Linked DNA regions of Oryctolagus cuniculus: region 1 is linked to region 2. Evidence: chromatin contacts called from public Micro-C data. All regions are on one chromosome and are shown on one strand. The core of a region is the stretch at or near the end of the contact, and the rest is flanking DNA. Distances in the headings are between cores, read along the strand shown.

Evidence for each region. A called contact is a pair of places that touch in the nucleus more often than the background predicts.
Region 1: a Micro-C map of ear pinna shows a contact between it and region 2, with 2.4 times the contacts expected there. The contact joins the promoter of LOC100342463 here to the enhancer-like site in region 2. A contact is called at or near these places in 3 of 6 Hi-C or Micro-C datasets (ear pinna, psoas muscle and an unstated tissue).

Annotation. Positions count from the first base shown.
Region 1 is chr7:145,935,295-145,940,017 of mOryCun1.1, reverse strand. It overlaps LOC100342463 (RH-like protein), which reads right to left and starts at 2,344. Exons shown (of 10, transcript XM_051856661.2): 1 at 2,222-2,344. MACO1 (macoilin 1) reads left to right here and starts at 4,508. Exons shown (of 9, transcript XM_070079065.1): 1 at 4,508-4,680. The coding sequence starts at 4,601.
Region 2 is chr7:145,854,234-145,858,831 of mOryCun1.1, reverse strand. It overlaps MACO1 (macoilin 1), which reads left to right. Exons shown (of 9, transcript XM_070079065.1): 9 at 398-867. The coding sequence ends at 600. Among named protein-coding and RNA genes, the nearest start is that of LDLRAP1, 32 kb to the right of the region's middle. Within about 2 kb of position 3,116, at least 5 of the 8 cell types and tissues checked have an H3K27ac peak or open chromatin away from gene starts, as enhancers often do. A contact at or near this core is called in ear pinna, where this site is marked.

The DNA of each region.
Region 1 (4,723 bases), core at 1,095-3,594, 82 kb before region 2:
CGCGCTGAGCTGGATTTCACCCGGCCTTTTCTGCAAGACCAGGGCTCGGTGGGAACGCCCGCCACGACCTTCCGCCCTGAGCCAAGCAGGCAGGGAGCAGTGCGGTGGGCAGGTCCTCCCTCCCCTCCCTGAGACTCGTCCCCACCAAGGCATGATCTTGCTCTGCTCGGGGCACACCTGGCTAAAGCGTGGCTAAGCCGAGCCTTCATTCACTGAACACTCATGAGCCTGGGAGTCGGCCACCTGCACTCGACTCCTGGTTGTGCAATTAATTAGCTGGCAGGACCTCAGGGAAGGTGGTCAGGGTCTCAGGGCGTAACTTCTCATCTGTACAGCGTTACTCTCCCAGGGCTGTGACGCTAACACGAGGTTGTGCACTGAGCATAGTCCATGAACGTTAGCAATCATTATTACCACACAGGCCTGGCACACTGACTGCAGAAAACTCTGAAAATTCCAAGCTGCACACGGCTTCTGTCAAGTACCCGCGGTGCTCCATCCCGAATACCAGTGCTGCGTTTTGTGCGTGCATCCTTTCAGGGGTTTTCTGGCTTAGGCCTCGTTTGTTTCCCTGCAAACATGGGATGGTACAGCACAGGCCAGGACAGCTCCTCTACAACATTATATACGGCACAGTGGTTAGGAGTCCGGACTCTGGCAGCAGCCTGCTGGGGTTTGAGTCAGAGGTCTCTGTCACTCGGTGTCCTTGGCGGAATCCCCTGCCCACCCTGAGTCACGATCACCTGTGGCGATGATTCTAGCCCTGTGTCTCCCATGATAAGCAGGTCATGTTGGCTCCACTTCGTAGATGAGAAAACTGAGGCTCAGAGGGAACAAGGCCAATGACTGGGCCTCTCTCATCTGGAAGACGGTGTTGTCATAATCTCAAGCTCATAGGATGTTGTGAGCTTTAAAGCAAATGCATGGGACTCGGAGCAGGGACTGTGATCCGGGGTGCTCGCGGGCTTCCACAGCCAGGGTGTGCGGCAGCTTCCTTAACCAGCCCTCTTCGTAGGATAACTGTAGGGCTGTTTCCAAACCACCCGGATTGTGACTGGTGTAGGCCAGGAACAAAGCCCTCCTGCGATTGAGGGAACTGAAGCTGCGGACCGAGGTGGAACCCACATTTCCTTATTTGGAGAACAGGATGTGGTGATCTCCCTCCAGGCTGCTGAGTTGAGCTGAAGCCCAAGTGTCAATCCCAACCCCTGGCTCATCAGAAAGTCCCAGGAGCGGGGGACAAGCCTCAGTTCCTGTCTGGGCCCTGGCCTTTTGAAGGAGAGCTACTTACTTCCCTTCCTCGTCTTACTCGTCTGTAGAATGGCCAGTGCAGGTCTCCGCCGCCTCCTGACTGGAGTGGCAGGATGGGGAGCAGGGGGCTCTCCTCTTCCCCCTTAGAATCCCCGAGGGCCACGGCGGGGCTGAGCAGGGAGAGGCTGGTGCTTGGCTGCAGCCCAAAGGGCTTGGCCAGGCTGCGTAGGGAAAAGGCAGCTGGGACTGTGGGAGGGGAATAGAGGGCCATGGAGAAGGGCAGTTGCACTCTGGCCTGTTCTTGGGCTCCTGGCAAGAAGGCCATGCCCAGACAAGCGCCCGATCAACACCCCTAACATCCACAGCACGCGCCTGAGCCTCGAGGCTTGAACTTGCTCAGCTCACGCCTGGGCTCATTTGCTATACTCTGCCGACTGTGTGGCTTTGTTTTCTCTGAACCTCAGTTTTCTCATCTATAAAGTGGAGCCAATGTGACCTGTTTGAGCGGGAACACGGGGCTAGGATCATCTCCAGAGTTGATCTAGACCCGGGGGAGGCAGGTGATCCCACCGGGGACACCGTGGGTTGGTGTCGGGATCGGACGGCTCCTTCTCCGGGCCTCACTCAGACTGCACTTCCTCTGCTCCCAGCACCCAGCCCTCCGACCGCTCCGGGCCATTCCACGCCTCAGCCCTGTCAAGCTCTTATCTGATGACAGGCTAGACCCGGAGCTTCAGCAGTCTGGCACAGGTCCCCAGCGCCTTGCTCACCTGTCCTCTGGATCACTCACCTCTCCATTCCACAGGGTGCCAGGGCCCTGACCTGGACAGCAGGGGCATGGCAGGGAGTGGGAGACACCACGGAGGCGGGGGCGGGGGTCTCAGCCACTCTGGCCCTTGCAGTTATGCGCATGAGGGATACGCAGGACTGGGGTCCCCACAGGGTCTGGAGCCAGAACCTTACCACGTACCTGTCCTCCCTAGCGCATCCAGGCCTCCGGATAACTCGGGCCCCTCCTGCGTCTTCCTCCAGGAGCCAGTGTGACTCGGCAGCAGCTGTGCCTTCCTGCTGCTCCGAGCAGAGCATTCTGCCCGTATCCTTTCCCAGGGATGGGCTGGCCTTGGTGCAGCTCCAAGCTTGCAGAGTTTGCTATTCTTGACTACCCAACATTACCCTACCAACGTAGCAGAGTAGAAGCGAGGGCCAAGAAACAGGCCCAGCGTGAACAGCAGTTACTTACTGTTAGCTACTGTACACCTGGCTCAGGAAGCTCATTACCTTCCAAGCCTTCAAATCAACCCGGGGCGGGGCGGGGTGTGTGTGGGGGGGAGGCTCTGAGAGACTCAGGAACTTGCCCGATCTAGTTCAGTGGCCAAGCTGGAATTTCAACCCCGGTCTCAAAAAGCAGGACTCTTGCCATCTTTCTACAACGCATCTCCACAGGCAATGGATGCGGTTCCCAAGGACCTTTTGGTCCAGGCGGATGGCTGCACCTCAGCCAGGACACCCCATGCTAGACACAGCACCCGCAGAGACAAAGGCAGGAAGGAGGGAGACACAGCTGCAGGGGATTTAAGGACAGTGAGCAGGCCTGGGGCACTGGAAGAGGAGGGTAGGGCCGCACCCGACCGGCTCTGGACTCGGCACTAAAGAGAATGTGCTTTCTATTCCAGGCACTGGGCCACCTTTGAAGGTTTGTAAGGAGCAGAAAGGAACAGCTGGGATTCGGGTTCCTTCCGGGGTGGGTGCTGATACGGGGGTGACCATAAGGGAAAGAGGTCCACCGCGTCCATCTACTCCCCAGGAAGTTTGAAAAATGCCCTGGAAAATGAACTGCCCCCCCCCCCCCCCCCCCCGCTGGAAATCTGGTCAAGCCACGTGCTGGGATGCCCTGCAGTGACGGACGGGGCAAAACCGTGGAAAGACGCTGTGTACGCCGGAGAACAGGAGGCGGGACTTCACAGCCATTCGGCCCCTGTTCCCTGTGGTACAGTAATGTCATCCGTGGGGGAAGTGCGAGGAAGGGCAACGCAACGGGACGCCAGCAGCAGTCGTGCGGAGGCTGCGAGGCTCTCCGGCTCCTAGGCGGCATGTCCCCAGCTCCCTCTGCCAAGAATCCTGGCGGTCCTTTCTGATGGTTGCTCCGCCGTCCGTGCATGGCAGGGGCGTTAACGGGGAGAGACGCCAGTCGCCCAGCACAGCGCTACTACGGGTGGAGGGTCGCCGGCCCGGCGCCGCGGCCTCACAGGAGCCCAGCCAAGGCTCCGGTCCCCGCCCCGGGGCGGGCACGCCCCCAGTGACGAGGCGCGGCGACGGCGGCGGCGGCGGCGCCCTCACAGGTCCCGCGGACCCAACGCGGCCTGCGGACGTGGAAGCCCCGGCCGCGCCGCCCCGCACAGCCCGGCGGCCTCGCGCGACGTCGCGCGCCCCACGGCCACGCCCCCCGTGACGCAGCGCCCGGGGGCGGGAACCGCGGCGGCCCCGCCCCGCGCCTCCTGCGATTGGCCGCCGCGCTGTCACCACGTCGCGGGAAGCTGGCAGGGTGTGTGTCCGTGTGTGTGGGGTTTGCTTTGTCATTCGTACCCCCGCCGCGCGCTGACGCGGCCGAGCTGGCCGAGCGCTCCGGCGTGCGCAGCGAGGGCCCCGGCGCCGCTCCCGGGACGCTCCCTTACATAATGACGCAACGGGCTGAAGCACATGTCAGCGCAGAAACCCCACACGCCGCACGCCCGGGCTTCAGGATCCCATTGCTGGGCGAGAGCCCACTCTGCCCTTCGGCGCGGCGTGCTCTGAAATGGATTCTAACACAGTGACACACGCAACCCCAAAACCCTGAAGCGTATCTTCGCAACAACGCATAATATAGGATGTTATATTTATAGGGCCTATTTATAAGCCTCTATTTAACTCTTTTCTGATAGGCCCTTCAGCGGGTCCAGACACCATAACGATTGGCGCATTCTTCCGTCCTTCAAGGAGGCGGGTTCTAGAGTCCGTTTTGCTCCAGTGGGCCCTCGGATTGGCCATCGGCAGCCTACCGGCGTCTTCGATTGGTCCCGCGGGCCGTCCGTCGGGGCCGAGGAGGCGGGGCAGAAGGCTGGCTGGTGCTGGGCGGGCGGGCCCCGGAATTGTCATTTCTTTGTTTCCGAAGGCGGAGGAGGCTCTGAGCCCCCCCTCCTCGTGCCACCCCCTCCCCCCGGGTGCTGGCTCCATGTCTGTGTGACCGGCCCCAGGGGTAGAGTCCAGGCCCGACGCGGGGCGGGCCGGCGGCGGCGGCGGCGGCGGCGGCTGAGGCGAGAGGCGGCGGCGGCGGCGAGGGCGGCGCGGGCACCGGCCCCCCAGCGGGAGGATGAAGCGGCGGAACGCCGACTGCAGTAAGCTCCGCCGCCCCCTAAAGCGGAACCGGATCACCGAGGGCATCTACGGCAGGTGAGCGGCGGCGCCCCCTCCGCCGGGCGCGGGCCCCGCGTCC
Region 2 (4,598 bases), core at 1,867-4,366:
CACACCCCTCTGAAGTGGTCAGAGGTGACTGCCATGTGTAAAACGTGGCCCCTGGGCACTGACTCCTTCGGTCACACCCACGTGAGCAGAGTTGCTTCTTCCCTCTGAGCCAGGGATCACTGAACTGTGGCCCACAGGCCAGTCCTGGCCTCACACTCTCCCAGCGTTCCTGAGCCAAGACTGGCGGTTACCTTTCTCCGTAGCTGGGGGCTTGGGAGGCAAACGGGGGAGGCAGCGCGTGGCCCACCGGTGCCCAGCACATCTGCTGGGGCCCTTTGAGGAAAAGCTTGTCCGCCCTTAGGCTGCCGAGCCTGGAGGCGCGTCCGCTGTGCCCGAGCTGGCGGGGTCGGCCCACTGAGCCCGCCTCCTCACTGACGCTGGGTCTTTGATTTTCCAGGACAAATCCTTCAGAAAGACCAGGAAATCAAGGACCTGAAGCAGAAGATAGCGGAGGTCATGGCCGTCATGCCCAGCATCACGTACAGCGCCGCCACCAGCCCCCTGAGCCCCGTGTCCCCCCACTACTCTTCCAAATTTGTGGAGACCAGCCCCTCTGGACTGGACCCCAACGCCTCTGTTTACCAGCCCCTGAAGAAATGAAGACCAGCCGTGTGTTTTGCCCCATTTGGTTACCAGAAGGCATCACAAGGGAGTGTATCTGGCAGTCAAGATAAAAAAAAAAAAAAAGTTTCTATTGTATTTTGTGGGACTCTGTATGTTGTCATTTTTCAAACCGGGGGGGAGTTAACACCAGGTCCGATCAGAACTGCCCATCAGTTTTTCTTGTAAATTTTTAGAAGACCTCACAGAACTTTGCAGTTTATTTTTTTCGGCCAACACATTAAAACCATTCTTGGATTTCAAGTAGCCAATTTTGCCTTTTATGTATTCTTACATAGTTCCCTCTTGAAGGAAAAAAAAAAGCAGAGTTTTTGCTTTTCCACCCTTTGTTTTGTTCTTAAAAAAAGAAAAAAAGCAAAAACTGCACATTGGATTCACACGGGTTGATAATGGAAAGTTAGTTTTTAGAGTAGAAGTGAAGTAAGCCGACAGCCTTGATTCCCCAGCCACATTAAAGAAGATTCCTGATGTTACAGGAAACAAATCGGTTGCCCCTCCAGCCCCTCAGATTCCAGGCGCGTGACGTAAGCGGGGGCCGGGGCTTTGCCCTGGCGTGTGTGCACGGTTGCGTGGGAAGTCCTGGTACCCCTGGTGTGTTCAGGCCGAGGAGATGGCCGGCAGCAGCCTTCCTCAGTGCCTTGGGAAAGGCGTCCAGAGCAAACGCGTCGTCCTCACCCCCCCCCCCATGCCATCCCTGTCTTCTCCGTCACACTCACGTGGGTCCTGCCGTAATGCTGGTGGGCAGCTGGGCTCGGCATGGCCGCGGCCGCTGCATCTTGCGTTCCTCTCCCCGGAAGGCGCCGTGTGCTGTGTGCTCGTCCCTGGTAAAGCAGCCGGCCCGGGAGCCGGGCGGTGTGCGTGCGTGCATGCGTGCGAGACTCTGACGGCGGCTAATAAAAGCTAAGGTCTAGGGGTTTTTTCCCCTTCCATTTCATTTAACTGTTTTCTCCACTTCTCATCATCTTGTGTTTGACCATTTAAAAGAAGCTTGACTATTCCCCAGCTCTTGTGCCAAGGAGGGCTTTTTCTTTTTTAAGACTTTTAAATTCAAAACTGCACAAAGTACAAGTTTCACGCGTGTATTATACGTGGATAGAAAAGAGTTTGCAAGGCAACTTTTGGAAGTGTTTAAGAAACAGGAAGGAGGGGGAGGGATTGGGAGAGTGGGACAAGTAAATTATATTTGGAAACTAGGAAAAATTAAGAAACCAAATAGGCTGGTCTTGCTTGCTTGCCATGGGTTCTGGAAGGACATGGTCCCTCTAGTTAATTGGCATGTATGTCTTATTTAAAGCAATCTAAGTAGGACAAGCAAGTCAGTAAAATAGAAGCATTAAAAAGAACCATCCTTCAATCACAGATCTTATTTTGGGATTAAGAAAAAAAAAGCTTCTAGCTTTAGCCAGGTGTGCATGTTGCTGCCATTTGCATTTTTGGAATCCTCTTGTGTAACTGTTGCCACGAAAGTGTTACTTAGAATTGTCATAGCTCTCTCCATCTCTGTGCAACAACGTGGAGAATCGTGTTGAGGGAGCCCCCATTTTGCTGCCTTTTGGGACACTTTTCGTTAATACTTGGTCTTGGCTGCATTCTTTTTTTCCTTGTGGGGTTCAAAAGAATAAACATTTTCTTATGGCTAAAACTAGTTTTTTTTTTGTTTTTTTTTGTTTTTTTTTTTGGTTTTGGTTTTGGTTTTTGCCTTTTTAACTGTTCAGGAGGGCACAGCAAGGTAGACTGAGCAGGGCTTCGCGCTCACTGTCTTGGTCCCTCCTTCTCTCCGCCCATCTGCCATCAGTGTCAGCGGGCCGGGAGCAGGCACCGACCCAGAGGAGCCCCGCCAAGGGCCAGGGTGCATGTGAATTTGATTGCTGTTCTCCAACATGTAAACACTCGCATTTGTCCTCTCTCTCTCTGTCCCTGCCCCTCCTTCTCTCTCCCTCTGCCCCTCTCTCCCCATCTCTCTCCACCTCTGCCCCTCTCTCTCCCCATCTCTCCCTCTCTTTCCCCTCTCTCTCTCCCCCTCTGCCCCTCTCTCCTCATTCCCTCCTCTCTCTCTCCCTCCCACCCTCCCCGCTCTGGCATTTGATTCCAGCCAAGGCCAACTTGTTTTCCAGTACCACCCTCCTTTCCTAAAAAAGCAAGTTAGGGTCAGGGGTGGGGAGTGTCAATGAGCAAATCTTGCAAGCAAGTTTCCTTCACCCATGCCTGTGCTCCGAATTTCTGGAATCTTGTTTGGCTGCAGAGTGACCGGTACCCTGCTGGGCCTGCTACCTGCTCAGATCCGGAGCTGCGCTCCAAGGCCACCGCTTGTGTCATCCTGGTCCGCGGAGGCTCTGTGCTCGCCTCCGAGGAGCCAGCGGCCGTTTTTGGCCATTGTTGCAACTGATCTTGGCTGGAGTTTTGGAAAACTCTGCTGCTGGCACCTCACCCTGCGTCCTGACCCCTGGGTAGTCTTCCAGAGGCTGGGCTATTAAGCCACTTGCAGACACAGCACACTCAGTACCGTGAAGGGAATCCCCCAGGGGAAACACCGAGGCCAGCCGGGGTGCCGCTCTCCCTGCAGGGCTGTCTGCCTACGGCTCTCTCCTTTCCACCCAGGAAGTCTCTCTCCTTTCCACCCAGGAAGTCTCCAGTTGTCTTTGTTATTTTATGCGCATCCCACAGTGGCTCCACGTCTCAGTGCATTGTAATTGACCGCATGCCAGGAAGCATCGGTTGGCCTGCTGGATGGTTACGGCTCACAGGAAGGGCGGGCCGAGTGTTCTGACATCTCTGTTGACATCTGCCAAGTGTGCATAAGGAAGTGTCCCTGGAATCATCTTCGCCAAGAGATCCCATAAAGCGGGAGTGAACGCTTTCCTGTGACTCCCCCAGCCGGCAGGGAGGGAGCGGGCCTGCTCCTATGCCATGTCCCAGCCCCACCCAACCGTTCCCCAACCGTGCCATCCATACTGCACGGAGACCCCTAGAGAGGGACAGCAGAAACCTGCCTCGGAGCAGGTCAGTGAAGTCGGACCCCAGAAACTGTTGGCAGCAGGGCCTGGAAGGGGAGGCCCCCCGCCAGACCTGTGAGTGCCGGGTTCCCGCAGCCCAGCTGCACTGGCCGCCTCTGCTCGGCTTCCTGCGGGGCCCTGGAGCACAGCAGGGCCCTCAGACAGGGATGGGAGGCAGCTCCCGGTTTCGCCACCCTTAGCTCGGGGCCTCCCCTCACCTCGGGGGCCAGGGCATTTCCTCCCCGGTTTTCAGGAAGGTCCCTTGCAGCCCGCCTGAAAGAGACAGGAAGCAAAAGAGCAGGTTGGAAACTCCCCGGGGCCTCCCAGGCGGGAGTTAGAACTCCTGGTGAAGGCGGGGCCCTGGCTCCGGGCTCCGCCCCTGGGCCGCTTGCCCTGCACTGCCCCACTGTGTGGGCCCCGCCCCCACCTGACTGCGTTTTAACAAGACCTCCTGGTGATGGGGTCGCAGGTTGTTCTAGAAGTCCCGTCCTGAGCTGACTTTCTTAACCTCGTGCAGAAAGAACGCCGAGGGGCTGGTGCTGTGGCGCAGCGGGTGAAAGCCCTGGCCTGCAGTGCCGCCATCCCACATGGGCGCCAGTTTGAGTCCTGTCCCGGTTGCTCCTCTTTTGACCCAGCTCTCTGCTATGGCCTGGGAAAGCAGCAGAATTGGGTCCCACGTGGGAGACCTGGAAGAAGCTCGTGGCTCCTGGCTTCAGATCAGCACAGCTCCGGCCATTGCAGCCATCTGGGGAGTGATCCAGCGGGTGGAAGACCTCTCTCTCTGTCTCTACCTCCCTCTGTAACTCTCTTTCAAATAAATAAAATAAAATCTTAAAAAAAAAAAAAAAAAAAACAGACTTTGGAAGAAAGAGCTTGCGAGGGCCGCCACGCGGGAGGCGGAGAACTCTGCATCTCGTCCCTTTCCCTTGGGACACCTTAGAGCGTCAGCTTTAGGGGGACAGAAACGGCCGTCAGGATGTCTGC